Regions from separate parts of the Zea mays genome. Here region 1 is linked to region 2. The links are chromatin contacts, called in public Hi-C maps. All regions are on one chromosome and are shown on one strand. The core of a region is the stretch at or near the end of the contact, and the rest is flanking DNA. Distances in the headings are between cores, read along the strand shown.

Region 1 (6,284 bases), core at 1,931-4,430, 240 kb after region 2:
TCAAAGTCTGCATGATACTGATGGTTGCAATGTAGTGGTGAAATAACTAGATTAAAATAACAAAATTTATGTATGGCTAGGATCACAAATTGATTATGAAACATTTTCTCATAACAATATAACACAGATTTTGTATATAAGTTATCGTAGTATACTGATATTATATATTCCCGTTACAACGCACGGACATCCAGCTAGTGTATATATATATATATATATATATATATATATAATGGCCTTCATGTTGGTTATACCCCACTAGTACCATTTGTAGACACAAGAGTAGAGCCGATTTTAATCAATGAACTGTATGCTCAAGCTCTCGAATATAAGAGCCATCAAGATATGTTGTTCGGTGAAGAACAACAATTCTTCCATCTACAAACTTGGCCATGCATAGGCATGGCCAAAAGATGTGGTGTCAAACATGTGGCAAACCAAATCATCAAAAACTAGTGATTGTTGGCATCCTTAAGATTTATGGGGAATAGATAAATTTGCGGAAGCAGCAGTGCCTTCTTATGGAGTGGATATAAATTGTTCCAATAGAGTGGATACAAACTGATATAAAAATACAAGAACAACCGATCATCTCACATGAGAGTTAGAGAAGCTCACTTATATGTGATAAATACCAAGGTCAAGATCTAGTTCATGCTACAAACAGGATAGGCTAGATTTTTGTGTTATCTATATATATTTTTATAGTATATCTATCTGATATGACGAAATTTTATAATTCTTATAGTTTTAATAAATCTTGAGGTGCTTTGACTCTCTGAAGAAATTAAAATAGATTACAGTTTAGAATGGAGGTAATAACTGCACGCGCATGGGCATGGATAACAATAATCGACACCAGCCTCAACTATTACTCTCTTCCTTGCATTGGGGAGAAAAAAACTGTTGCTATCGAACATATATAGCAACTCACTCGGTGCATAGCAACTGCATGCACAAATTACGGAAAGACACGAAGCATATTAGACTACCTAGATATCGCGGTGCTCACTCAAATCAGCACGGAAGAAGGCCCGTTGACCATGGTAGTGTTGTGTGTAGCGGTGGAAGCGTCACTAGCAGACGCCGTTGGTCTTCTTGGCGAGCACAAACTTCTTCCACGCCTCCGTGACCGACCTCTGCGTCTCCAGCTCCGTCTTTTTCCTGAGCAGCGGCGCCGCCGGGGGAGGGGGCGGGAGCCTGGACGGGAGCGCGTCCAGCTGGTACATCACCTTCTCGATGTCGAGAACGAGGCGCTCGGCGAGGGTGCGGCTGAACTCCTCCCGGATGACGACGCGGAGCACCGTGACGTGCTGCGCGTCGGGGGGCATGGTGTATGCCGGCACGATCCAGCCGAAGCGGCGCAGCATGTCCGAGATCTCGAACTCGTCGTGCCGGCTGCGGTCCTTGAGGGAGAAGGCCACCAGCGGGACGCCTTCGTCCTTGGACACGATGTCGAAGCGGCCCGTCTTCTCCAGGCCCTCCTTGAGCACCATGGCGTTCTCGTGGCAGTTCTCCATGATGTTCCTGTACCCCTGCATTATTGTTTGATTGGTTGCGAGGTGAGTGAGTCGGTCATCATGCCTGATCGGTTTATCTTCAATAAAAAAAGGCGGTGCCGACCTCGAAGCCGTGGCGGATGAGCTGGTAGTACTGCGCGATGACTTGGCTGGAGCCCTTGGAGAAGTTGAGCGTGAACGTGGGCTGGTCGGCGCCGAGGTAGTTGATGTGGAAGATGAGTTCCTCCGGCAGGTCCTCCTTGCTGCGCCAGATGCACCAGCCGATGCCGGCGTAGACGAGGCCGTACTTGTGGCCGCTGACGTTGATGCTCTTGACCAGCGGCAGGCGGAAGTCCCACTCCAGGTCCGGGTACAGGAAGGGCGCGATGAAGCCGCCGCTCGCCGCGTCCACGTGGATGGGCGTCTCCCACCGGGTCTCCCTGTTCTTGGCTTGGAGCAGGTCGTTGAGCAGCTTCACGTCCTCGAACTCGCCGTTGAGCGTGGAGCCCAGGATCGCGGCGACGCAGATGGTGTTCTCGTCCACCATCTCCACCGCCTTCTCGGGGTCCATCACGTAGTAGCCGTCGCGCAGCTTCACCTCCCTGAGCTCCACCTCGAAGTACCTCGCGAACTTCTCCCAGCAAACCTGCAGGACTCAAACGGGCGATCGCGCGCGACTGGTTTAGAGCCGAGATTCGTCGCCTAGCTTGTTGGGATTTGGGGGCCGAATGAAAACGAACTGTTAGTACCTGGACGTTGGCGCCGGTGACAATGTTGGGCTTGTCGAACGGCTTGCCCTCGGCCCTGCGCTTGTTCTGCCACCTGCGCTTGAAGGCCAGCCCGGCAAGCATGATGGCCTCCGACGAGCCCACCGTGCCGACGCCCACCGCCGTCTCGGACTCGCCCAACGGCGCGTTGAAGAGATGCGCGATCATGTTCACGCACCGGTTCTGCAATGTCGCCGCAGTCGAGTGTCAGGAGAGAGAAGACACAAAATCTGAGTCGGTTCTGCTGGAACTGGCTTTTGGTCAGCCAACCAAGAACTCTCCGATCAAAAAGATCGTTGCTGAGGGTGATGATGATGTACCTGGAGCTCGGTGGTGACGGGGTACTCGTCCATGTCGACGTAGTTCTTGTTGATGGCGGCCATGATGAGCTTGTCGCACTCGGGCTCCATCCAGGTGGTGACGAAGGACGCCAGGTTGAGGCGCGGGTTCCCGTCGAGCATGAGCTCGTCGTTGATGATCTGGTACGCCGCCTCCTTGGGGATGGAGTTCTCCGGCATGCGGTACCTGCGGCGCGGGCGCGCGGGCACGGACCAAAAGTCAGTATGTCAGTGCTCAAAGCCATAGCCACTAGCAGCTGCAGATAAACCGGCCGTTCCAGCACACAAACACCGGCAAGAAGAACATGTTCACGCGAGATGGAGTCGCCGGCCGGTCCAATTGCAAGAACAGCTGCGAATTAAGGGGAGTAGTGGGGGGGAATAATGGGTGCGTACCTTGGGAGAGACGAGCGGACGTAGCGCGACGCGAACGTGGAGTGCACGGACATGTCACTCTCGGAGACGGCCTTGGAGAGCACCATGGCTGCGATCGATCGAGCCGGGCGATCTGCCAAACTGTTGTTGGTTTTAGGCTTGGGGAAGAAGACGACTTGCAGTTGCAGGGGATTGTGTGTTGTGTGTCTGTGGCAGGGGTACCGCGGCCGCGCTGGTATTTATGCGCGCCCCAAGCGGCGAGGCTGGCCCGGGCAAGGAAGGGGCAGGCAGGAGACCTGATGCTTTAGCATGTGTGTATACGCGTACGGCGTACGTTCAAAGAAAGTGACCCCGGGCTTCTAGCAATAGCAGGCCACTTCTCGCGTCGTAAGGACGGTAGCAGTAGCAGTCTATCTAGAATCTAGATGGCAAGGCAAATCGAAGCGAGAGAGCAGCGGTGGTGGTGCCGTTTCTGCGATGGGCTTTGTTCCCACCACTGCGAGTTCTCGCTTACCATATAGTACTTGTTCTCGCATAAAAGAAACAGATCAGTCCATCAGTCCATGTATATGCAAAAAACACGTCTTGGTGAGAGTCAAAGTTAATTTGCTCCAGAAGGACACTGGTCAATATTTAAGCTCCCGTTTGGCTCTTCGCATCACCCAAAAAACGAGAAAGAAAATAACGACATGAAAATAATAAAGAAATGACCTGACCGGCTGGCCGTGATCAAAATGAAGGCTTTTGAGTTTTGACCCGAGGGAGCAGGGAGGGGCCGTGCCGTGTAGCAGTACAGAGTTCCTACTCCTGGAAACAAAAACAAACTGAACCAGTAAGGAACGAGCAAACCATATGTATGTAAAAAGACCGAGTGTACTAGTACGTTTGACATGTATATACATACGCTTCTGTCGGTGACAAACCGGTTAAAAAAATAGCACTAGTAAAAAAGGAACCCTCCGTCGCTGGTTTTACGTGCACTAATTTAAGAAAGTGAGAACAGGCATAAGCTAAACGCTCCACTCACGAGCGACCCACAAGCCAGAAGCACGCTCGCTCTGCCGTCTGCTCCGTACGGGCGGCAGGCGCGGTGCCAAAACTGCGTGCCGCGGCCGGGTTCTGCTCTCGGGCAGCGCGGTCGCGGAAGCCAGGGTCGTGCGTGGGCTCGTGGCATCCGTGTCACGGCGCAGGCGCAGGCGGAGTCGGCGGGAGACGCACCAGCCCGTCCGGACGCCGGTTTGCGCGGCGGGGGGTAGGCGGCAAAACCGCCCGGCACCAGTCCAGCCTCCCAGGCTCCCCTCCTGCGTGCCGTGCCCGTGCCGCGGCAACCCGCGGGCGCGTCGGATCCACCGGCTTTCCGTCCAAGAAAAGGCCACGCGCAGTTTGTCGCGCACGGTATGGGTGGTCGCCGCGTCCCGTCGGTCCTGCCCCACCGACCGACTCCCCGCGTGCCTTTCCAGATAGCCCGGCACGGCTGCACGAGGCTGTACCACATCCACATCCATCCTTAGGTTACTTGCTACTCCTATACTCCCTCCGTTTCTTTTTATTTGTCGCTGGATAGTGTAAAATTGCACTATCCAGCGACAAATAAAAAGAAACGGAGGGAGTACAAAACAGAGTGCCGCCTGTGGAATGGAATGGGCTGCTGCTGCTGCTGCTGCTTGTTCGTGGATTTGTGGTGGTAGGTGTAGGCCACACAGGCCACTTCGTCTGTCTCCTGTTTCTCACTGCTCCGAAAGCCCAGTCTTTTTTTTTTCTTGCGGTTGATGTTTCGGTCGTAACCACCAGCTGTTTGAATTTTCCAAGTTTCGCAAAATGGTCGCTGAATTGGCAGCAGTTCGATCAGCTGCTACGTCAGACGCGGCAGACGTCCATGGTGCATCAAACCGAAGGAGGGTTTGAAAGACCGGACTCTACCTTCATCACGTATGCAATCACGCATACATGACAAGTTGAGATTTGTCATGTTACAAGTGGTATAACTCATTTGGTCATAATACTTTTAATTGCAATGCGTTTTGTCGAGTGATCCAATCATCCATTAATAAAGGACAATTGAGATTTTATGAAGCTCAACAAATGGACCAGTTGGATTCAATCGATATACCGAAGGACTGCCAAAAGCTTGTTGATTAAGTGTTTGAATTACGATGAAGCAAGAGTAGCTATTGATCGCTTATGAAGATATTTGTGGTGCACATCGATTGGTTACGAAGATGAAATGGTTGTTGCATAGAGCTAGTTTGTATTAGGATACTATGATGGTCGATTATTTTTCACTACTACAAAGTTTGTGAAGAGTGTCAACATTTTAGCAATATTTTGCATTATGTTTTATCCTATCGTCAAACTATGGCCTTTTCATTGTTGGGGTTAAACTCCATTGGTCAAATTCATTCTCCATCATTAAAGGAACATCACTTAATCTTGGTTTGTATTTATTGCTTCACTACAAAGATCGAGGCTATTCCTTCAAAGAATATAACACGTAAGAAGATAATTGAGTTTATTTCTGAACATATCATTGAAAGTTCCCTTTGCCCGGGAACAGGATCTGGATATCGCCTAGAGGGGGGTGAATAGGCGAATAATAATTATCACTTTGAAACCTTAATTTCTTACTCTACTCGAAGACTGGAACGCAGTGGAATGAAGAATCCTTCGAGTAGGTTGCAGCGGAATAGAAGATCCTGTCTTAAGATACCCTACACTTTAAATATAACTTGTAGCACAAATAAGTGTTGAAGTGCAGATATAAAAAGTAAGAAAGACAGAGACACAACACAGAGCAGAGCACACAGACGCAGAGATTTATCCCGATGTTCAGTCAAGCCTGAAATGCTTGCCTAGTCCTCGTTGGAGTTAGCCACACCTGGGCTTGGATTCTATTTCAACTCCTTCCTTCGTTTGCTCAGATATGTAACTATACGCTACATATGCCTTGGGACATATGGCAGCAGTATGCAGATAACCAGCCAAAACAGTAAAACACGTTCAAGGCTCGAAGCTTCTACGATGCGACTCTTCGTTAATGTACAATCGAAGCGACCAAGCCGCAGGCACACGACACGCCCACACCTAGAAGATGGAAGACGGAAGGTCGGATGTTGTCGCTCGATACTCACCATTCACCATAAACTAAGTTGGATAGACAGACGTAACTCTACCACTCTAGATGGATATGGGTACTCATCGGGTACGGAATATCCGACGAGTCCAAGTATGAATGTGGAATTGTACTCGCCCACGGGTACGAGTATTGAAGCGAGAAGTTTTTAGTCTAAAAGGGTCAAATCTGGGTA
Region 2 (7,235 bases), core at 2,858-5,357:
CACGAGATTTTCACGCCATAATTCAGACCCCACTCGTTGTTAAGAAACAAATCAACGATTTATGCTAAAATTCATACTCATCTATGCTATTTTAGTTCACGTTATAAGCTGAAAACCAGAAAACCAGGCTCGGTCCTGCCTAGCCGATAACGACTGAATAATTACTGAACAACTTTCGGTCATTCCCGGTAATGACTGAATAATTACTGAACGACCTTTGGTCATTACTGTAACGACTTAGAGATATTCAGCAATTACCGCTGGCATGCCACGGTTCCAACAAAGTTATATGCCGTCTGACGTCACTGGGAGATAATACATCGGACAAAAAAAGACGATTTTATCATAGCAGTCCCATGAACGGAACAAATTTATAGGTTCATTAGCTGTTACTATAAATAATGGCCTAATCTGAAACATGGCAATCACTAGCTGCTCCTGTTGCACGCGAGAGCAAACCATTTTTTTTCTATATTTGGGACTTCTCGGTGGCACCAAAAACGGGTACAGCTCTGCTGCTCTTGATCTTCCAACAACAGCTCACTCACACTTGATAGATTTGTATATGTGGCGGACAAAGAACAAGGAGGCACGGAAGCCCACCATCCCAAGCATCAAGAAGAATGCATAGCAGATGCAGGCCATGTAGCCAAAGAAGAAAGATGTCTGCATGAAGCCAGACATATCCGATCGCGCATAGTAGTAGTACAGGCAGTAGCCGTATACGAAAAATCCAGTTGATCCTCCGCATAGGAATGACCTGCAGCATAAACAAATCAGGCGCTGCATTTGATCCAAAATGTTGAAAGGGGCAGGATACTTAATCGGTCAACCATTTTGCCTGTGTGGCATTTGGCTTAACTACCTCTAGTGACAAATTTGTTAAAGGGAGAACTAATCAGGAAATCTAATAGTGTGGCAAAAAGAAAAAACGAACACGAGAATAGCTTGTAGGCTCTCAACAAGTTGAAGTAGGTTATACTGATATAATAGACTTAGCAAACAATATATCTGCTACTGAATCGCTAAACTTCGGATAAACCAACCACAAGAATTGCTTCTAGGCTCTCAACAAGTTGAAGTAGGTTACAGTGATATGACTTAGTAAAATATAATCTGCTACTCAATTGAATTTTTTTCCTTTCCATGTTACTATTTCTTTAAGAGCGTCGGCACATTAGTATTTCATTTGAAAGCAAGATTTAGAGAAAAATAGTGTACCTCCACCACCACTCATGGTCCTCAGCAGCAAGCTGGAAGTATGTCAGTGCAACTGTGATGAATGCAGTGACGATAAGGAGGATGATAAAGACAATAAACAGAATGCTGTAGATTGTGTAAATCCTGTGGCCCCAAACACTAGCAAAGATGTAGTACAGCTCGATGTATATGGCACTGAAAGGCAAAAACCCGGCCATAGCCATCTGTGGAATAGTTCTCCGGTACCACGGAAGTGGAGGAATCTCCCTGGGGTATTTTGTGGTACGGCAAGGAGCTTGGAATTCACTTTTGCTGTTTTTGCCAGCAATACCTCCCAAAACAAGCAAAGGAAATGTGACCAAGGTCCAGATGAGCACAATGACACAGATAGTGCCAAAGGGCAGTGCTGCTGTGGCACTATAAGCAATAGCAACGGTGTTCAAGAAGCAAAATGTCAGGAAGAGAGGTCCACAGAATAGGCATCCTGTCAATAGCAAGTTCCTCACCTGCAGACGGATGCAAAATGCAATATTACTACCATTAAAGAAAATAGTGTTTCAATTGTCATATACATACAAGGGAAAGGCAGTACATACCCAGTTTGTCCCCTCCAACTGACAATAGAAAGAGGTAGCAATGTATCCAGCAATTCCTGAAGTGAGTGCATAAATGACAACCAATGCAGTAAATAGTGCACCACGGTTGTAAGGATAGAATACTCCGACAAGTGCAAGAAGGAATATAAAGGTTGTGCTGCAGAGGTGCCACAGAAAAGATTGTTAGATACCTTGTAAAAAAATGAGCTGGAGGAATAATTTCAGGCCTGGAAAATATTATAAGGGCTACTTTGGGAACCCCATTTTACCAAGGGATTTACATTTTCCTAAGGAAAATTAGTTCATTTTCCCATAGGAAAATAGGAATCCCTCGGGAAAATGGGGTTTCCAAACTAGCCCTAAAGAGAGAAAACAGCCACATGGACTTACAGAGCAAATAGTTGAGTTCCTGTGCCAAGAGCAGCGGAAAATAGCGACTTATTCTTTGGGAACCTGAAGACATCACCATGGATATACTTCCATCCAGACTCTTCCTGGTCATCGGCTGCTTCCTCATCATGGGCATACCTTCAAGTGAAGATGTACAGTTTCAAGTAAACATACAGGCACAGGAGTACAAGCATTAAGGATTTTTACTGCCTACAATAAATAGAAAACAATTTCTCCAGTCCAAAATCATATAGAGATGAAATATTATTTGGTTGGATGTGCTATCCATGAAGTTAGCCGAATATATTGAAAGATAACACAAAAACACAAACCCCTTGAATCTGACTTCCGGTAAGAAAAAAGCAAATCAAAGAGCAAATGTATTTTTTCTCCTATTTAAGGCAACAATTGAACAAAATTAGAATTCTTTATAGTGTGTCATTGTTTATGATATAAATGGTTACCGTCCACAACAATGCAATTACTCATATTAACAGGCAAATGAAGATGGGAGGCCCTTACTTGACAAAATCATTCTTCAATACTCGCATGAGGATAGTTGCAAGGAACCCTGTGAGGAGGAGGACAGTAACACAAGAGTTTATAATTGAGAACCAATGAACCTCCAGGTGGTGTGGCATGTTGGAGGAGCTGGAGTACTTCTCCATCCTCTTCTCGAATGGTGTTGGTGTCTCCTTCCACTTGGCTGAGTACAGGAATTCCACATTGGTCTCCTTATCCTCTGTCAGGTCAACCAATGCACTCTGATCAGTGTGCACATTGATTTCGATCACCCGGTCGTTGTTGTATAGGATGTCGAAGATGATGTGCCTGTACAGATAGTATTTCCACTCGCTCGGATCATCCTTGCCGCCCTTCTCAACTTTACCGATGAAGCCCCACAGTGGGAGATCATCATAGTACATCTGGAAGTAGTAGTCCTTAGCCACTGCATTCCGGAACTTCACTACATCCTCTGTAGTAAGCTTCTTTGAGCAAACTGCCTTGGACTCAACTTCGTCACGGAAATCAAGCTTGTAAGGCGCATCAACTAACCGATCCCCATTGAGAACCTCCCCAAGGGCCTCGCTCTTCTCCTTCACTTTGTCTGCCGTGGATACAGTTGATTAGCACACTACATGTTTTGAGAAACTAATCATTGCTATTCTAGCTCGGTGAGCAAAAGACTTCAAATTAACACAAACTAACCAGGAGAGCAGAAAGGCAGGTCGAAATATCGATATGTTTCACTGCAATGAAAATGGAACGATGTTAGAATAGCAATCACCATAATTGTATAACCTATGTTAGCTTGTACCATAATTGTTCTCCTTCACCACAGATCCAACGCCTAAAAGTAACAGATTCACAGCTCGAGGAATTATATTCAATCCAGACCAGCTGTAAAATTCATAATTTGGTCATATACCTATACAGGCTCGGTAGGAAGCAAAATATAAACCCTACGAGAAGGTCCTAAAGGTTACTGAATCAATTGCAATCCCACTCGCTCCCTATTACAGTTCCCGGTTTTGTCTACTAGATCTATAAACCTGTCGGCGTTGACCGAAGTGGCACAAAACCCACACGAACATTCGCCCATGAGATCCGGCAGGAACAATCCGCACATCTCACGAACCAAACGGATCCGATCCCTACCCAGCACCCACGAACCATTCGTCACGACAGGAATCTGAAGGGTGAGGCCTCACCTGGGATTGTGAAATGGGCCGACCTTGTTGGCGTAGAGCGGGACGGGCTCGCGAATCTTGTACCGGTGATCGGAGCCGTCGGCCGCCACGCCGCCGGCCGCCGCTAGGGCGAGGAGGACGAGGAGCGTTGCGGCCGGAGCCCGCAAGGCCGCCATCCCTCTCGTCGGGCGGCGTTGACGAGAGAGGCGGGAGAAGGTTTGGGGTGGGAAGATGGACCCGGGCGGAGAGATCTGAGCGAGGCCTGAGGTGGATTGAGAGTGGCGCTTTGCTTGCTGCTTAATAGAGAGGAACAGGAACGGAAGGGAAGGGAGATCTGAAGGTCTGGGTCGGGTTTGGCTTGGAGACCTGAACTCCTCGAATGGCGTTCTCAGGTTCGGTGGTGGAAGGTGGCGACGGAGTACTGGTCCGCGACCGCGAGCTAACCCACTTGTCTTGGTGCGTCCGTCGGTTTGACACGATCTAGCGGCCGGTTGAGTCCAACTCAAGTTTCTGCGCGCCTTTTCCCCCATTTCAGATACTGTAGTTGTTTTTAAGGTAGTGTTTGGTTGAAGAACCAAGTAGAATGGAGCCGTTCTGTTCTAGTTTTGTTGCTTTTTTTACCAAGTAACTAGAACGGAATGGCTTCAATTAGGGAATATTCTCCTCAGATCCGGAACCATTCCGCTCCAAAAAATCAACCGGACGGAGTCGTTCCGTTCCCATCCCGCTCTCACAGTCACGCTCCGTTCCGTTCACTCTGCAACCAAACAAAAAACAGAGCCGCTCCGTTCCAGATTACCAAACACAGAACAGAGCGGCTCCGTTCCTAAAATCAGGGATGGAACGACTCCGTTCTACTTGGCTCCTCAACCAAACACTACAGTGTCTTCTGCGGCTAACGTAAAATAGATAACACTGTTTAATACTGCTTATATTCTAAAATTTAAAATAATAGATAAGATAGAAAATCTGCTGAAAATAAACTAAAATAAAAAAATCAGACACACATTCATTATTGTCGGGAAAAAGTCAATACTTCTCACCTGCTAAGAGGAATACAATTCTCTTTTAGGAATGAAATTGTCGGTACCCTAAACCATAAGAGGAATACAATTCTCTTTTAGGCCAAAGGGCGCCACGTGGCAAGAAAAGACGACACATTCCGGTAGGTCCGAACCCCCGTAGAAGGACACCAAACCCCTATACATATAAGTTCGGAGCCTCCGAATAGGTCCGAACCTCAGCAGGGTCCCGGAACAAGGAGGACCCTGGTATGAGCAGGGGTCCGGTGCTGACACGTGTCCGGGCCTTGCCCTCCACTTCTCGTTCAAGCGGAGACCCGCCGCTTGTGGCCCATGACATAAGCTATCGGGCCGAACCTGACGTGAAGTCATGCAGCCCCTGCATTTATTGGGGAAAGGACGCGCCGCCTGCCACTGCGCTGACAGGCGACGCGCCCTCTCAGCATTTAATGTGTTCCGTCCCATCCACTGGCAGGCGGCGTCAAGGTCATCCAGGATGCGGTGCGCCTGCTAGGTCTGCTGGCAAACAGTGCGCCCGTGCCGAGTGGTGCGCTTGACTCATCCTCCCTTCTACAAGAAGTTTCCCCTGCACGCCGAGGATACGCAGATCTCGGGTGTCAGGGCACAAGAAGATTGTCTCGGCAACAGACATTAGTAGGCTCCAAGCACTATATTCCTTATGTCCCTGGGCCCACATGTCGGGGCCTAGTCCCTTTGTGCATGCCCCCTTCAGCTATAAAAGGGGAGGCATGCGACGTTACACACACGCAATCTTAGGACACACCTTAGACTCGCAAGCTCACAAGCAATACATCTCATAGTGGAGTAGGGTATTACGCTCCGGCGGCCCGAACCACTCTAAATCCTTGTGTGTTCTTGAGTTCTTCCCGTTCATTCTAACGATCAAGCAAAACGCCTAAGCCCCTCCTCATCTCGGGATTTAGGGCGGGTGCACTCCGCCACCCGACCGGAGATTTACTCTCCGACATTTGGCGCGCCAGTCGCCAGGTAGGGGCCTAGGCATTAGGTTTTCGCTTGATCCCTTGCCCAAGCATGATGGTGCAGATCATTGAGCATCGCGCCGAGACTTCGGTTGACTTTGCGGTGGAGAGAGAAGTTGTTTCCTCCACACCGCAAGTTCCCAGTCGCCCGGCACCAGTCACTCCTATTATGCACGCCGCACGGCAGCACACGGTAGCGCAAATGTCCTGGACTCCATCAAGGGAGTCTCCGGGGGCGTTGTCAGCAGCCAGGGAGTTGTTGCGACACCCTCCAAGCTCCACGGCTTCACCAGGAGCCATGAAGCAATGGCGGGACGACGTCGACCGACTGCTCAGTATGGCGCATTCTACCTCGACCAGGTCGAAGACGCGGTCATCCCGGCGCCAACACGAGGCATCAGCATCGGTGCGCTCGCCCTCAGTAAGGGGCGCACAGACCAACGACCTCCGGGCAGAGCTCAACCGCACAGGCGTGCGGGAGAGGACGCCCGGGTATCCTTGGAAAGGGCGCGCGAGCGCCGCCAAAACATCGATGGTCGCGACCTCGACCGAGACTTCGCTACGGTTGCGCCGCAGACACCGATGGGCACCTGGTCCCAAACAGGCGTCCCCTTGGCCGGTGTGGGCAGCGCCGCTCTTGCGGATCATCTCCGCGCGGCGTCCTGGCCACCCAAGTTCCGGCCGCACCTGCCGGAAAAATACGGCGGAACGACGAACCCATTGAAGTTCCTGCAGGTGTACGTTACCGCCATCACGGCAGCAGGTGGAAACACCGCTGTGATGGCAACATATTTTCATGTGGCCTTGTCTGGACCAGCCTAGACCTGGCTCATGAACCTCACCCCGGGATCAGTCTACTCCTGGGAAGAACTCTATGCGCGGTTCGTGGCGAACTTCGCCAGTGCTTACCAACAGCACGGTGTGGAGGCCCACCTCCATGCAGTGAGGCAGGAGCGAGAGGAGACCCTCCGGAAGTTCATCTCCCGCTTCACCAAGGTGCGAGGTACGATACCTCGTATTTCTGATGCTTCTACCATCATGACCTTCCGACAGGGAGTACGTGATGAAAAAATATTGGAGAAGTTGGCCACACATGACGTGGAAACTATCCCCACGCTCTTCGCTCTGGGCGACAAGTGTGCCAGAGCCGCCGAGGGCTGTGCGTGGCACTCGGCCCCACAAACTGGAGCTACCCAGTCGGGTGGCTCGAGGGCCGTCCTCCGGGATGGAAAGAAGAAAAAGAAGAAGGATCGCGACTACCAGAAGCCACGGTCCACCGCTCTGGTGGTCGCAGCAGCGACCGGAGGCCAGTGCGACCACAACAAACGCCTGCGG

Evidence for each region. A called contact is a pair of places that touch in the nucleus more often than the background predicts.
Region 1: a contact with region 2 is called in a Hi-C map of endosperm, with 4 times the contacts expected there. The contact joins the promoter of LOC100381655 here to the promoter of LOC100284948 in region 2. A contact is called at or near these places in 4 of 25 Hi-C or Micro-C datasets (ear, endosperm, leaf and 1 more).

Annotation. Positions count from the first base shown.
Region 1 is chr9:150,523,078-150,529,361 of Zm-B73-REFERENCE-NAM-5.0, forward strand. LOC100381655 (Glutamate decarboxylase 1) reads right to left here and starts at 3,181. Exons shown (of 5, transcript NM_001174470.1): 1 at 3,001-3,181; 2 at 2,587-2,791; 3 at 2,249-2,449; 4 at 1,624-2,145; 5 at 841-1,535. The coding sequence starts at 3,086. The coding sequence ends at 1,077.
Region 2 is chr9:150,286,328-150,293,562 of Zm-B73-REFERENCE-NAM-5.0, forward strand. LOC100284948 (transmembrane 9 superfamily protein member 1) reads right to left here and starts at 4,108. Exons shown (of 7, transcript NM_001157843.1): 1 at 3,899-4,108; 2 at 3,396-3,436; 3 at 2,709-3,294; 4 at 2,187-2,324; 5 at 1,797-1,953; 6 at 1,222-1,706; 7 at 322-760. The coding sequence starts at 4,053. The coding sequence ends at 541.